Regions from separate parts of the Callithrix jacchus genome. Here region 2 is linked to region 1. A link is a contact called in public Hi-C data. All regions are on one chromosome and are shown on one strand. The core of a region is the stretch at or near the end of the contact, and the rest is flanking DNA. Distances in the headings are between cores, read along the strand shown. Region 1 overlaps ATG7 (autophagy related 7). Region 2 overlaps ATG7 (autophagy related 7).

What was found. A called contact is a pair of places that touch in the nucleus more often than the background predicts.
Region 2: a Hi-C map of skeletal muscle shows a contact between it and region 1, with 2.7 times the contacts expected there. The contact joins two enhancer-like sites. A contact is called at or near these places in 2 of 3 Hi-C or Micro-C datasets (both in skeletal muscle).

What each region holds. Positions count from the first base shown.
Region 1 is chr15:68,605,933-68,613,199 of calJac240_pri, forward strand. It overlaps ATG7 (autophagy related 7), which reads left to right. Exons shown (of 17, transcript XM_078351659.1): 15 at 4,277-4,357. Among named protein-coding and RNA genes, the nearest start is that of ATG7, 110 kb to the left of the region's middle. Within about 2 kb of position 4,694, at least 4 of the 16 cell types and tissues checked have an H3K27ac peak or open chromatin away from gene starts, as enhancers often do. A contact at or near this core is called in skeletal muscle, where this site is marked.
Region 2 is chr15:68,763,552-68,770,818 of calJac240_pri, forward strand. The region is part of intron 16 of ATG7 (autophagy related 7); the gene reads left to right. It overlaps VGLL4 (vestigial like family member 4), which reads right to left. Exons shown (of 6, transcript XM_035273655.3): 6 at 4,714-7,267. The coding sequence ends at 7,185. Among named protein-coding and RNA genes, the nearest start is that of VGLL4, 170 kb to the right of the region's middle. Within about 2 kb of position 3,795, at least 9 of the 16 cell types and tissues checked have an H3K27ac peak or open chromatin away from gene starts, as enhancers often do. A contact at or near this core is called in skeletal muscle, where this site is marked.

The DNA of each region.
Region 1 (7,267 bases), core at 3,444-5,943:
AAAAAAGAAAAATGGAAATAATTACGTCATGGGAGTATGGATTGTTTTGTTTGCTCATTTGTTTTCTGTATGTGCTTACTGTTTTTATTACAGGAAAAGTTTACTTTTAAAAAAAAAAAAAGCTGTTTAATGCTTACCTGACTATAGAAGAAACTGACAATAAATATGAGTAGAACAAAAGTTGAGAGTAAGCTGTGTGAGACTTACTCTAAGTTATTACTAACTCCAAAAGGTAGAGAATTTACTTTGAGCAAGAGGCCTTAGTTCCCTGTGTCGATGGAAAAATACCTTTGATATCACTTTATAAAGCCTTTTAATTTAATTTAAATGTTAATTTAACCTGGGCAAGATTAGGTGATGTGGTGGTGCTATTTTTAGAAAATGCACGAAGAATTGGAGGCTTGCTAAGTGCTTCCATCCATTTTCTGACAGCTAACAGGTGATGCTGAGTGGTCCAGAGCAAACCACAGGAAGGTGTAACTAAGTAACAAAGCATCCTGTTTCCCCACTTGCCTGATGGGAACCACCTGGGGGTCTTATTAAACTTGCAAATTCTCAGGCCTTTCCCCAGACCTTTTGAATCATGTTCCAGGGGCTTCTTCTGATGAGGCAAGTTTAGAAAAGCAATGAGCGAAGGCTTTTGCTTTATAGACTTTGCATACATCGAAGTGGGAAGGTCATAGTGAACTTTTCTCCACCCAAGATAAATCTTTAACTTTTTTGATCGGGAGTTGGGGCCTGGCCTCTCTCAATACATATGTATATATTTATTAGGACTTTTGCATAAGGTACTTGGATTTTAGATTGCTCTGGGATTTCTAGGCATATGTAAGTATGATGGTAATTTTAAGTATTGACCTCTGTTCTTTAGCTTTCATGCAGTTTTTATAAGGTTGAGGGAATGCAATGCAGAGCATATTGTGGAACTCAGTTCATTTGTAATACTGGGGATTTAAAGCACTGATGATGGGGAAGAGCTTCAAATTGCCTGGAAATATGAATGGTGGCAAGTTAGAGTTTTTCTTGTGGTTTGTGTGGGACCTGTTTTCTCTATATAGTCCAGATTTGAATAATTTTGTAGGCTTTGGGTTGTTTATGTTTGCTTGTTTATTCATTTCATAATTTATTGTCTTATGAAGAAATCACTGTGCTATGAGTAAATACTAGTAGTTCATCCTGTGTCTTGTCCTCTAAAAGCAAGAAAAATAAAAACATTTTTTAAAGTAATTGTAGTATTCAAACTGATCCTAAAATTCATGTGGAAATGCAAGGGACTCAGAATAGCCAAAACAATCCTGGAAATGAAGAACAAAGTAGGAGGACTCATACTTTCCAGTTTCCAACTTACCGTAATCAAGACAGTTAAGTGCTCGAATAGGGATAGATACATAGATAAATGGAAAGAATTGAGAGTCCAAAAATAAACCCTTAACATTTATGGCAAACCAATACAGTTCAATTGGGAAACAATACTGTTTTCAACAAATAGTATGGAGACAACAGGATTGCACATGCAAAGGAATGAATTTAGACCCTTATCTCACATCATATTCAAAAACTAATTCAAAATAGATCATAGACCTACATGTAAGAGCTAAAACTAAAAATTCCTAGAAGAAAACAGCATACATTTCTATGACCTTGGGTTAGACAATGGTTTCTTACACAAGATGCCAAAAGACCAAGCAATGAAAGAAAAAAATGGTAACTAGGACTTCACTAAAATAAACTGTTGTGCTTCAAGATAGCAAAAAGGCTGGGCATAGTGGCTCATGACTGAAATCCTAATGCTTTGGGAGGCCAGGGTGCGAGGATCACTTGAGCCCAGTAGTGCAAGACCAGAATGGGCAACATAACGAGACCTCATCTCTTTTTAAAAAAAAGAAAAGAAAATTGAAAGAAGTAGCTGAGTGTGGTGACGCATGCCTGTAGTCCCAAATACTGGAGAGGCTGAGGTGGGAGTATCACTTGAGCCTGGAAGTTCAAGGCTAGAGTGAGCTGAGATCACACCACTGCACTCCAACCTGGAGAACAGAGTAAGACCCTGTATCAAAAACAAAAACCAAAAAACCCCACAGAATGGGGGAATATATTTGCAGATGATACGTTTGATAGGAAACCTTTATCCAGAATCATTTCTCCAAAAGAGATACACAAATGGTCAAGAGGCACATGGAAAGATGGTTGACATATCCAGTCATTAGAGAAATGCAAGTCAAAACCATAGACAGATACCATTTCACACTAGGATGGCTATAATCTATAAGAGACAATAACAAGTAATGACAAGGAAGTGAAGAAATTGGAGCCCTCACACTTTGCTAGTAAGCTTCCACCCCCCACCCCTTCCCATCTTCCGCGAGGCTGGAGTGCAGTGGCATAATCTCAGCTCCTGCAACCTCCACCTCCTGGGTTCAGGCAATTCTCCTTCCTCAGTCTCCTGAGTAGCTGGGATTACAGGCACGTGCCACCACACCTGGCTAATTTTTGTATTTTTACTGGAGGCAGGGTTTCACCATGTTTGCCAAGCTAGTCTCGAACTTCTGATCTCATGATCCACCCATCTCAGCCTCCCAAAGTGGTGGGATTACAGGCATGAGCCATTGCACCCAGCTAATATTTTAGTAATGGTGTGATCACTTTGGAAAACAAGTTGGCAGTTCCTCAAAATGTTAAACAGTTAATCATATGACCCAATAATTCTCCTAGGTATGTTCCCAAGATAAATGCCCATTTGCTGATGAATGGCTAAATACATGTGGTATAGCCACACAATTGAATATTATTTGGCAGTAAAGAGGAATGAAATACTCACATATGATACAATATGGATGAAAATATTATGCTGAGTGAAGCCAGTCATGGGTGATATCATTTATAGGAAATAAGAATAAATGTGTAATATTAGGCCATGCGCGGTGGCTCACGTCTGTACTCCCAACACTTTGGGAGGCCGAGGCGGGCGGATCACCTGAGGTCAGGAGTTCAAGACCAGCCTGGACAATATGGCAAAACCCTGTCTCTACTAAAAATAGAGAAGAGGCAGGAGAATCGCTTGAAGCTGGGAGGCGGAGGTTACAGTGAGCCTAGACCATGGCACTGCACCCAAGCCCGGGCAATAGAGTGAGACTCTGTCTCAAAAAAAAAAATTGCTCTAGGCATTTCCTTCCAGCTTGCGGGGTTTGAGGGAGTGGGTATGGTGTTAATAGGATAGCTAAAGGGTGGGTAGGTTGGGTCTTCTGTTTATTCAAGTAAGGCTGTTAAAGTTGTGAGGAAAGGTAGTGTTGAAGACAAATGCTGTGACATTATGAAAGGAAGGGAAGCAGAGAGAGAAGCTTAGGCATGGGCCAAGTTTGCATCACGAGGTCCATTTTTGAATCTTAGCTCCATTACTTACTGTTTACCTGAGCCAAGCCCCCACTCTGAGACTGAGGTTTTTCAACATAAAATGGGGAGTTGGAAAGGTCAAATAAATTAACTCATGAGAAGATTTGTGTTGTCTGGTTTATTATAAATGTTAAATCCTATGGAGAATTTAGACATTTTGTCATTCATATTTTTATGATAGAGAACAGCTTAAAACTTCTCTTTGGTGTAAGTATAGTCTGTAGAACCATGATGTTCTGAATAGATGACTGCAGTCATAGTTTGTGAAACCTGATTATAGCTGATACTCTGGAAATGTAACTCAAGTTGTAGTCCAGAAATTCATGCTCAAGGTGGTGCTGTTTTCCCATAAATCTGATGAGGTTTTACATTTTATCTCTATTCCAAATCAAGCAAATAACTGTATATATATATATATTTAGGGCCATTTCTGCCTTCCACAGTCCTCACGTCATCTTCCCTTGTGAGACCCCACCCAAAATCATTTCGTAGAAATGTGTATTTATCCCATATTCACTAGAACACATATGGGAGCTAAGAGTTGAGTATACCAGTGGACCTGTTACATTTTGGAAGACATTTGTTAAAACAATACTTTAGATATTACAGCTTGCTTTTTATATTTTAGAGTCAGTTTGTTTTTAGGCCAGAAATATTTGAAAAGCTTGTAAGCCCTGGCTCCTAATGGAATAAAGGACCTAATATAACTCTTCTGCAAACAGATTACATTACAAGGGAAAATACTCATTTCGAACTTATTTTTGCTCATAATCTCAATCTGGACTGCCATATTAATCATTTCCTTCTTCTTGTCGGAAACCAGACATGCATTTTATAGATGGGTCATTGTGTGTTTGATGTGAATTGTTTTGTTTTGTTTTGTTTTTAGATCCGGGGATTTCTTTCACGGTTTGATAATGTCCTTCCCGTCAGCCTGGCATTTGACAAATGTACAGCTTGTTCTTCCAAAGTAAGTCATTTTGCATTGGAGGGACTTGTTTTTAAAAGTGAGCAAATCAGCATTTGACCACAGCCTCACCAGCTACAGCCATTGAAACCAACTAAGGGCTTTTTGTGGGGGAAGGGTGGGGTCTAAACACTCAGAAAGGACTTTGTTTTCATGGATCTGTATTTATTCTCACAGTGGTTTAAAACCAGCCTGAGAAAATGTATAGTGTAGGGAGACCGAGTTGAATATTTTAACTCTGTATCAGTACTTTGTGTCATGCTAATTTTGTCTTGAATTTGAACTTTACTGTTCTTTGTTGCTCCCCAGAGGGTTCGCTCCTAGCGGGGATCCTCACAGAGCAATTTTTTTAAAGCGTACTCTCAGGGTGAGGCAGCCTTGGCTGAGTCTTCCACAGATCCACATAATTACAAAGAAAAAGAAAACAGAGATTAGGGGCCTGGATGGGAAGCCACTAAAGGGGCCCCTTTAGCTTTGATCTTTCCAGAAGCTCTAAAAATAGACCTGGTATGTTAGCCATCGTAATGGGAAACGGCTGATATATCTCAAAACTATAGTGATGGCATCCTATGTTTTAATAGGTTTTCAGATGCTGTCTGAGTGAATTTTACATGTACACTGTATGTGATAGCTGATTTCCTTTCAGGTGTCCCTTTCAGCCTTCTAATGCCCAGTGACTTGACCTGGGCTCTTAAGGCTCGTGATTGCTGATAAGTAAAGATTTTCATGTTGAAGTGCTATACAAAATAATGTTGGTAGTCACCAATCCCCAACTCTGGCTTCTCAGATATAATTTGGGACTGTTTTTCTGTGTAGCCTTCATCTGTCTGCTACTGTGGAAGAAATAGAATTCTAGGGACGTTTTTCTCTATTCTGAGTTGACAAGCTTTCTTTGAAAACTGTACTTGGGTTATATTTTATGGGAAGCATGATCCTGACCAGTTTCTTTGAAAAGTGAATGTAAAATTGACAAGCAATGTTGATAAATTTGGTTACATTTAGATGCTCAGAAATTTAAACTAATTATTTTCTTTTTGCCTCCAAAGTAAACTATGCCCATTTTATCATTATGCATCCCAAGTGCCTATGTTGAGATTTCAAGCTTACCCTTTGTCTTTAGTTACCCATGAACTCATTCTTTCTGTAGTTTTCCTTTAAGGTGTATGTGCTGAAGCCAGGGCCTCAAGGATGTCTGTGTGCACCTCCATCTTCAGAAATGCAGGTTTAAGGATTATACCACATCTTTAGTGGAGCAGTTCTTTTCCCCCTTTGAATGGTTGAGCTAACTGGTCTCAAAATAACTTGGCAGTATTAATTTTCATACTGAAATCATTTGGGACAGGTGCCAGGTTTTCTATGGCTTTATATTGATCTGCTAGTCAATGAAATAAAGATAATTGGGTTCTCTAAGTGAAGTGCAAACACTCATTCTTTCTTGTTGTATTTCTAATTAAATTAGCCTTTGAGATACTGTTTATAAAAGAATCACAAGCATACCAACTAACTGGGTGTTTCTTATATACTTTAAAAGAATAGCTTGGCATTTTTCTTTCACACTTATCATAAGCTTTAAATTAAATATAGGTATCACTTTTTTGTTAGGAAAATTATTTCCTCCTGGTGGTCATTCTGAGGGTCCTGATTTACATAAACATGCTGGACGATTTAATACAAACTGACTTGGATTTTAACAGCTGTGCTATTCCCATAGCGATCACTTTTCATGTGGTCTGGGTATTAAATTTCTTCTGTGCTGGAAAGGTTGCTTCATTGGTGCATGTATTTCCTTACAGTAGAAATGCAGCATTTACTTACTTGTCTACCTTCTTTATTCGCTTAGGAGATTGTCGTTCTCTATTATCTGCAAATCCAATGTTAATAAGTTTGAAATGACAAATCCAGTACATTTTCATCTTTGTGTATGTGAATTTTTTCTTCATAGATACTTAGCATAATACGTTTTATACTGAGTCATGTCATAATTATTGTTTTAAAAGATTCTTTGGGGCTAAAAATTACTTTTTAAAATTTCTCCTTTGGCATTCATGAAGTAAATTTTTCCTTTGGTAGTTTTCAGTATGTTTTCCTCCCCCCCCCCCGCCCCCCCGCCGCCCCGCGCCCCACTCTCCAGAGACAGATTGGGGAAGTAATAAGTTCTGCTGAGTCATAAAGCGCTTGTTCATAACCTTACTCATTAAAAACAAAACAAAGCAATATATATATATATATATTGCTCTTACATCTCGTTCTCTGTGTATATATGTGTCCGCACACACACATATATACATAGAGAGAGCGCTTTTGATGTAGCCTGAGGTGGGGAAGAATACAGTGCTTTGCTTCTAAGGCAGGAAAGTCGGAACATTTACTCACAAATCATTTCTTACCCTACATGATCTTAGGTTGGCACATGACGGGGTCAATTGTTCCATCTTAGAGGAAAAATATTGAAGAATTAGGGGGAGAGGTGGGTGGTGAGGAGTCAATTTCATTCCAATTTCTACTGATTGTCTTGTAGAACTTTCTAAACAGGTGGTATTTATCAGTGAAATTTCAAAAGACCTTGTTTGAAGTTTATATGAGTTGCTTTTTACTTCAAGGACTTCCAAGCTAACTAGAGTATTATGGCATTACTACCAGAGGAAAAGTGTAATTTTAAAATCAATATTCCTGAATTTTAATATCAATATTCCTGAAAGAATTTCTCATAGTTCATTGTTACTTTGTTATTGTTAGCCTTTCACATAATTATTTTTTGGCAGTAGAGTATTTTTGGATGACTTGATATAATTTTAAGTGGATCTCCTGTATACACTTTAACCACATTCACCCATTGTTAATGTTTTGCTCTATGTGTATGTGTTCTCCTCCTCCAATCCCTCCTTCTCCCCTTCCCCTCCCTGATTTTTTCTT
Region 2 (7,267 bases), core at 2,545-5,044, 160 kb after region 1:
CAATGGGTGTGGCTCTATCTACTCTAGTTTACGTCTTTCCCAGGTGAGATTCTTCTAGGACTGCTGCAGCTGTTTCAGAGGTTTCATATGGATTCTGTACATCTAATGTTAGGTTCAGTTCCATGTGTTTATCTTTTTCATTGCTTTTATAATATATATATATATATATTTTTTTATTTTTATAGAGACAAGGTCTTGCTGTATTGGCCAGGCTGGTCTTGAACTCCTGACCTCAAATGATCCTTAAACTTCTGGCCTCAAGCAATCCACTCCCCTCAACTTCCTAAAGTGTTGGGATTACAGGCGTGAGCCACTGTGTCTGGCCAATATAATGGGTTCTTCTCTCTTAGTTTTTTCTTTGTTCGTTGGAGTGTAGCGGCACGATCTCAGCTCACTGCAACTTCCACCTCCTGGGTTCAAGCCATTCTCCTGCCTCAGCCTCCCGAGTAGCTGGGATTATGGGTGCCCACCACCACACCTGGCTAACTATTTTTAGTAGAAATGTTGGGTTTTTAAAAAATTTTTTGTAGAGATGAGGTTTTGCTATGTTGGCCAGGCTGGTCTTGAACTCCTGACCTCAAATGATCCACCCACCTTAGCCTCCCAAAGTGCTGGGATTACAGGCATGAGCCACCACACCCAGCCTCTTTCATTCTGTTTTGAACTAAATATTGTTTGTACTACATGTGGTTATAATTGCTTATTGGTTTTAATTGGTTGTTGTCAATTTCATCTTGCTCTTACCCCAATACTTTTTTATTGGTATTCATCTTAGCATTTATTTTATTGTGGTTTCCAGGTGTACTTGGATATTACCTACAAAAAGATCATTTGTCTTTTCCTTAGGGTTGAATGCTTTTACAGGTTTATATTACTTATTGCCAAATCTTGTAAATACGGTACCGATTCATACTCTTCTTGTGGCAGTGTTTAGCCATACCCTTGTCAGCACTGAGTATTAACATTTTTGAAAATCTGCCAGTTTACTATAATTTTCATTCATTTAGAGGACATTCACTGTTCCTCTTCCCCACACCAGGTGGCCTGCCAAGGACAAAGCTGTGGTGAGGACACAGTAGGGCGCCCGCAGATCCAGTCCCACTCCAGTCCCTGTCCATATCCCCAGGAGTCCTTGTTCTAGGTTGTTTCCTGAGGTTTCAAATGCAGACAGCTGCTGCCCTCTGAGCCCGTCCCTGCCTGAAGGATTCACTCTGGAAAATCCCCGAGTGGTTATGTAAAATCCATTGCCCGGCTTCCCGCTCTGTAGAACCGTGTCACAATAAGCCCTCTGGGTGTCTCGCAGGATCCCCTGCACAGCTCGGGCACTGCCAGCAGCAGCAGCCCCTCCAGCGGCTCAATCTGTCCAGGAGCCAGGGGTCAGCCAGGCACCCTCCAGGGCCAGTCCCAGGCCACCCAGTCCCAGTGTGGCCAAGCACCTATGCCTCTTCCCCATAGCTCAAAATCTGGTAAAGTGGATAAAGCCTCCCTGAAAGTTCCTACTTTCTTATAAAGCCCAGCCCCTGCCCAGGCCTGAGTCCTTTTATGAACTCAGTCCGTCCACCCATTTTCAGAGGGCACTGCTGCTGTTTGGCACTGACACTGCCCTGCTCAGGCTGGTAGCTCCCCAGGAGGCTGCTGGAGGTCCCAGAGGACACGGCCCACAAAGCTCACCCTTTTCATTCTCCATCTTGTCCCATTATCCCCCACCTCAGCCCCCTCCTCCAGGTAGCCCACCCAGCGCTTTTCCACATCCCCTGTTCCCAGCACTGAAGCTTGCTTGCTCTGTGATCTCAGGCCAATTGCCTTAGCTCTCTGGGCTTGTTTCCATCTGCACCTCACAGGTAGATGTGAGGAGTTAGAGAGTATCCGCAGCAGGTCTACATAGCACGTGGCACAGAGTAGTCTTCATGAATGTGTGTTCATGGAGTGGGAGAATGGAAGAATGGATGGATTGTGCTGGCAAACCCTCCAGGGGCTCAGTTTCTTCCACTTAGACCATCAGAACCCGCAGATCAGGGTGCTGATCCTATAATCTGTGCTAGAAACGCAGCCACCGCGCCCTGTACTGCTCAGTCCCACGCTAAGGGAGTTTTCAGCCACACTGAGGATGAGCTCTGTGGGGACCTGACCCAGAGAAACGGACACTTGGTTGCTGGACCCCAGACCTGCCCTTTCACAGCCTGGCTGAGCTGGCATCTGGGCTGACTTGACAGTCCCTTCCCAAGAGCTTAGTTGGGCCTCAGGGGAGACGGGGGCCGTGAGAGGGCTGCCCACCACCCCTCAGCCTGGGAGCTGGGTCCTCAGGAGAGAGGAAATTTCCGTCTATTTATTTTCCACGTCCTTGACTTTGAAAGCCAAGCTGGTGTTGATATTTACCTTGGCCAGGCCTCCGTCTCCCCGGGCCAGCCTCGTGTAAACACACTGTTCCTTCTCTCAGCTCTGCTAGCACTGAGGTGGCCTTTTGCAACCAATTCTAGGAATTTTCAAAGTCTGAAGGGGTAGGTTCAGAGACTGGCCCTCCAGGGAGCCCAGGGTGCCAGGAGCCATCGGACCTGCTATGCTGGCCTTAGGCTCTCTCCTTGGGGGTGGGGTTCATGCCAGGGACCGCAGGGAGTGAATGGGCCTGGGCCCATGGAGGTGGGGAGTCTCTTGCTGGGCATTCCTCAGTTCTCCTCACAGCCACATTGGGGCCTCCCGCTCCCCAGGTTCACAGCAAGGCTCAGAGGACACATGTTGAGGGACCGTGGCAGGCTCTATCTCCACTGCCCTGCTCCAGGCCACCTCCATCCTGACTGGTGGGGAGGGCTTGCTCTTGAGCATCATGATGTCAGTTCTCTAGTGTGAGTTGGCAGTGAGGACAACTGGCCTACAGTTAGAGGGAAAGCAGAGCAGGTGCCCAGGGTACAGCCTTCTGAGGCAGCACATGCCCACACCAGAAATCCCTGCCCTCGGAGAGCTTGCCTTCCAGAGGGCAGGTGGACTGCAAGGAGAACAAGCTGGCTTGAGGTGGGGGTGAGTGCTGCAGAAGCCAGGGTGAGCAGGGACTGGCGGGGTCCGGGATGGGCCCCCAAGTTGCATGCAGGAGGTGAGCAGAGGCACATCCCCACTGCAAATCCCAGCCTGCCCCAGCCTCCTCTGTTGGTTCTCCCAGGTGGCTCACACACTAGTGAGGCCTTGGTCAAGTAAAGTAACCTCTCTGAGATTTGGTTTCCTTGTAGAGAAACGGGGTGACAGTCACTCAGACACAAGGGAGTGTTCTGCACATGGGAGCTGCCCTGACTGCTGTGATTTTGAAGCATCAGTGTGCACCATGGGGCGGTGGGACAGCTCGGTTGAGCCTCTTCCCTTCTTCACGCAGATCTGGGACATGAGCGACGATGAGACTTTCTGAGCCGGCCCTGTGTGTGGGACTGACGTCTCCCGGCCGCCTGCTGAGGAGCACTCTGTCACCGGAGCAGGACTGCTAACCCTGGGCCTGGTGATTCTGAGCCCCGGGCCCCTCCAATCTCTCCAGTCTCCTCTCCATACCCTGAGAACTGGGACCCCCTCCACTGCCCAGGAGCAGCCAGTGTTCGGCACTGCTTGGGGATTCACGATGCAGCCAGTTCAGAGCTAAATAATAACCTTGGCTTTGGCCTTGCTGTTGACCTGGGACTTGGTCCCTCCGTGCAGTTTTCTTTTATCAGTGTTTGATGGTCCCTCCGTGCAGTTTTCTTTTCTTATCAGTGTTTGATAGCCAAGCCCCCACGATCCTTATCCCTCGGCCCCCAGGGGGTGGCCCAACACAGATCAAATGGGGAAGCAAGCAACCTGCTCCGCCCATGGGCCACAAACCCCACTGCAGGCTCCTCCTGTGGGGGCCCTGGGCAGGGTGGGACCCTGTGAGTGCACTGCAGCCTGGCCCTGGTGGAGGGGAAAGGGAAGGAGAGCTGAGCAGGGTGCAGGACTAAAGGGCCACGCTCATCCCAGTGACCCCAGATCTCCACCGCAGACAGAGTGAGCCGCCCAGACAAGGCTTTCCTGCCTCTCGGCCTATCCTCAGCTGTGGGCATATCATCTGTGCCTGCCTGCCTGCCTGAGGCAGAGAATTTCTGCTCCTGCCTTAGGCTGGGGGAAGAGCCCAGGAATAGATCCTGGATGAAGCTCCTCCCCCATCCCTGCCACTGTGAGCATGCCAGGCCCAGAAGGCTGAGCCAGGGCTCCCTTCCTGCCCCAGCTGAGGATGGGTCAGAAAGCTCTTGCCTGTTACCCAATGGTAGAGCCATTTTCCTCTTTATTCTGGGTGTGTGCAGCTGTGAGGCCCAGAGAGCAGAGTGTGGAAACCCAGAGGAGGCCTAGGTGCCTCTGCCCACCCTGCCCCATCCCTGTCCTGCTGGGACCGCTGACCCCTCCCTTCTAAGATATAGAAGGCTTCGTCCCTGGAGCAGTGTAGGAGCCAGAGGCCCCCTTCCTGCTATTTTAGTCTTTCAGCTTTCATCATCTTTTAGGCCCAGAACCAAAGTCAAAATTGAGTCTGGGCTGACTCTTAAAACAGTGGGATTTTAGTACAGTAGATTTCAAATGAGGCTTCTCCCGAAGTAGCCAGTCCAAGTTCCAGTGGCTGTCATTCAGCTCATGGGAGCTTTGTGGGGACACAGCCGGACAGGTGCAGGGCCCAAGTCCACCCCCCACCGCCAGCCCAGTGTTGAAACTCGAAAAGCCACACGTACACTCTGTGGTTTAAGAGCACTTTATTATTGTTCTTAAGGCTACTTTTAAGTACAAAAAAAAGATGGCCTGCCAAACCTTTTTTTTTTTCTTCTTCCAGGAAAAACAGGCCACAGAGAATGGTATATTACAGATTTACACACACGGAGAGAAGGTCAGAGCGCACTGCAGGTGGCGCGGCTCTGGAAGAACTTCACGGAGCCCCTTCTTAGAGCAGGGAGGGGGCTCTTTCTCAGTGAAATGTTTGTTTGGTTTTCTGCTGCTGCCCCCTCTGCCCGAGGCCCCCTCCAGGGTACTGCCTATCCCAGATAGGTCAGTGCACCAGGGACCCGGCCGCCAGCACCGCCGACCCCTCCCAGAGTGACGCCCTTGTTCACTGACAAAGAGACCTGTCCCAGGAGTGTCCTCCACCGAGCCGGTCAGCAGTGGGATGTTGTCCTGTTACGACACTCAGTAGCCTGTAGCAATAACAAACTAGTGGCTATTAATGCAGATGCAGTGTTCTCATAGAATAACTGTGTTCCTGCACTTTTACAGACAAATCTACGACAAAAAAAAGATCAACTTTTTTTTCCAAACAACAAAAAATATGAATGATTACAATAGGAAAGGGAAAAATTAAATAGCTACATATCATTAACAAATTAATGTTCTTCAAAAAATACCTACAAATTTCTCTGTACATTCTTTACGCACAGCGTAATGATGGTCTTAAAATTACCTATATAAAAAAAGTGTTCTCAACGAATTTTTCCTACAGAAAATATAGGGGCCTGAATGCCAAAGCCAAGCTTGGAAGCCCAGTAGAGTGGGAGTGAAATGTGTGCGGGGCAAGGAGAAGGGCTTTTCCTCCACTTTCCAAAGGCCTGCAGCACCCTGTGAGTACAGCAAGAGCCACCCTCTGACCTTTTCACCCAGTGCCCGGTTCCCAAATCCAACAGTGGAACTGTGAAACCAGGGCTCCTGCTGTGTGCACGAGGCCATAAAGCCTTGCAGGGGAGGTGACCACGCCTGCGTCACCTGGTCAGGTGGCAGCTGCGTGAGCTTCTGGTGGGCCAGGTGGGACGCAGCACACACCCTGGGGGAGGGAATAGAAACGCTCATTGACCAAAAAGAGGAGCAGCTGTGACCTCCACAGCTGTGTCTGTCATGCTTGATTCATCTAATTTCTAGTTAGTAACTATTAATATAGCAAATAATAAAGCAGTAATAATGGTACAAAGTCAGAGGAATGTATACTACCTTGGCCCCAGCGTACGAGGAAGCGTAAGAAACACCATATCACAGATTGTCAGTAATCTGCTGTTCAGCCAAGAGAGTTCAAAGGGAGCAGTTTCTGCATGTAGGGAAGTTGGAAGACACAAACCCACCTCCCCTGGGAGCTTGTAACAAAGCAGACAGGGATGCAAAAATAAATGATGTCAGCCTGCAGCACAATCCAGCATCCCACACCGCAGCTGACCACTGCTCATCGCGAGGGCCTGCCAGGAGCTGGCCTCCCGCACTACCTGTGAGTAAAGTGAATATCAAATACAAATCTTAGAGCACAACTGTACCAGCAGTAAGTATATCTAGGACTGTAACTGACAAAAATAAACTCGTTCTGAAAAGAAGTATTAAGGTTTTTGTTTACTGCCTATATAATTAATAGAAACCAGCTATTTTTTCTCCATTAAAACATGCATCACGTTTAAAGCACTACGGAATCCTCCAACCTCAGCTCTAGTCTAACAAACTGCAGTGTTCAGAGAAAGTAAAATGCCCGTGATTGGTAGAGTCTGCAGTCCAGTTGCAAGCACCTGAAATCTAGAGAGAGAAAGACCTATAACCTGTATGAGACTTCCCCTTCCAAAGCTGTATTGTCTAGATTAAAAAAAAACAGTAACAAACACAAATGGTCAGAAATGTCATCCTTAAACCCTTTGTTTTTCAGCAGTTTGCCCTCAGTTCTGGCATCACACAAAGTTGGCAGGCAACTTTAGTCCTCCTCCAATAGTGCAAATCAGACACGACAGTTCTCTTCAAGTATACACACGCACACACACGGACCGAACCAAACACGCCGTGGAAGCTGAGCTGCACACACCCCGGTCTCAAGAAGCAAAGGAAAAAGCACAAAGCGTCTGAGTCACCAATTCATCATGGCTTGTGACTGAGAAAGCGCTGTGGAGTCCTGGCCCTGTCGGGGCAGCAGACCTGCATCAGAGGTTTCTTTGGTAACTGAGGCAGGAAGTAAGGATGCTACATTAGACAGATGTTCCACACGTAGTTCCTGCTATCATGTTTGAGGGCGCCCCTGTACGGATACCAAGCAAGTACAAAACAACAAAAATCCCAACAACATGGTTTTTGCGAATAAACCATCCCTTCCCCCCACCCCCATTTTTTTTTTTTTTTTTTTTTTTTTTAAAAGCACGGACTGTTCAAAGCTCAGGCAAACCATGCACATCCACGTGTTGTTGGAGGAGGCGCTCCCTTCAGGAGACCACGGAGGGGGAGTGACTGTGGCTGACCATGTGGGCAGAGGGGCTGGCAGGCTGGCCCCTGCGAGAGGCGGACT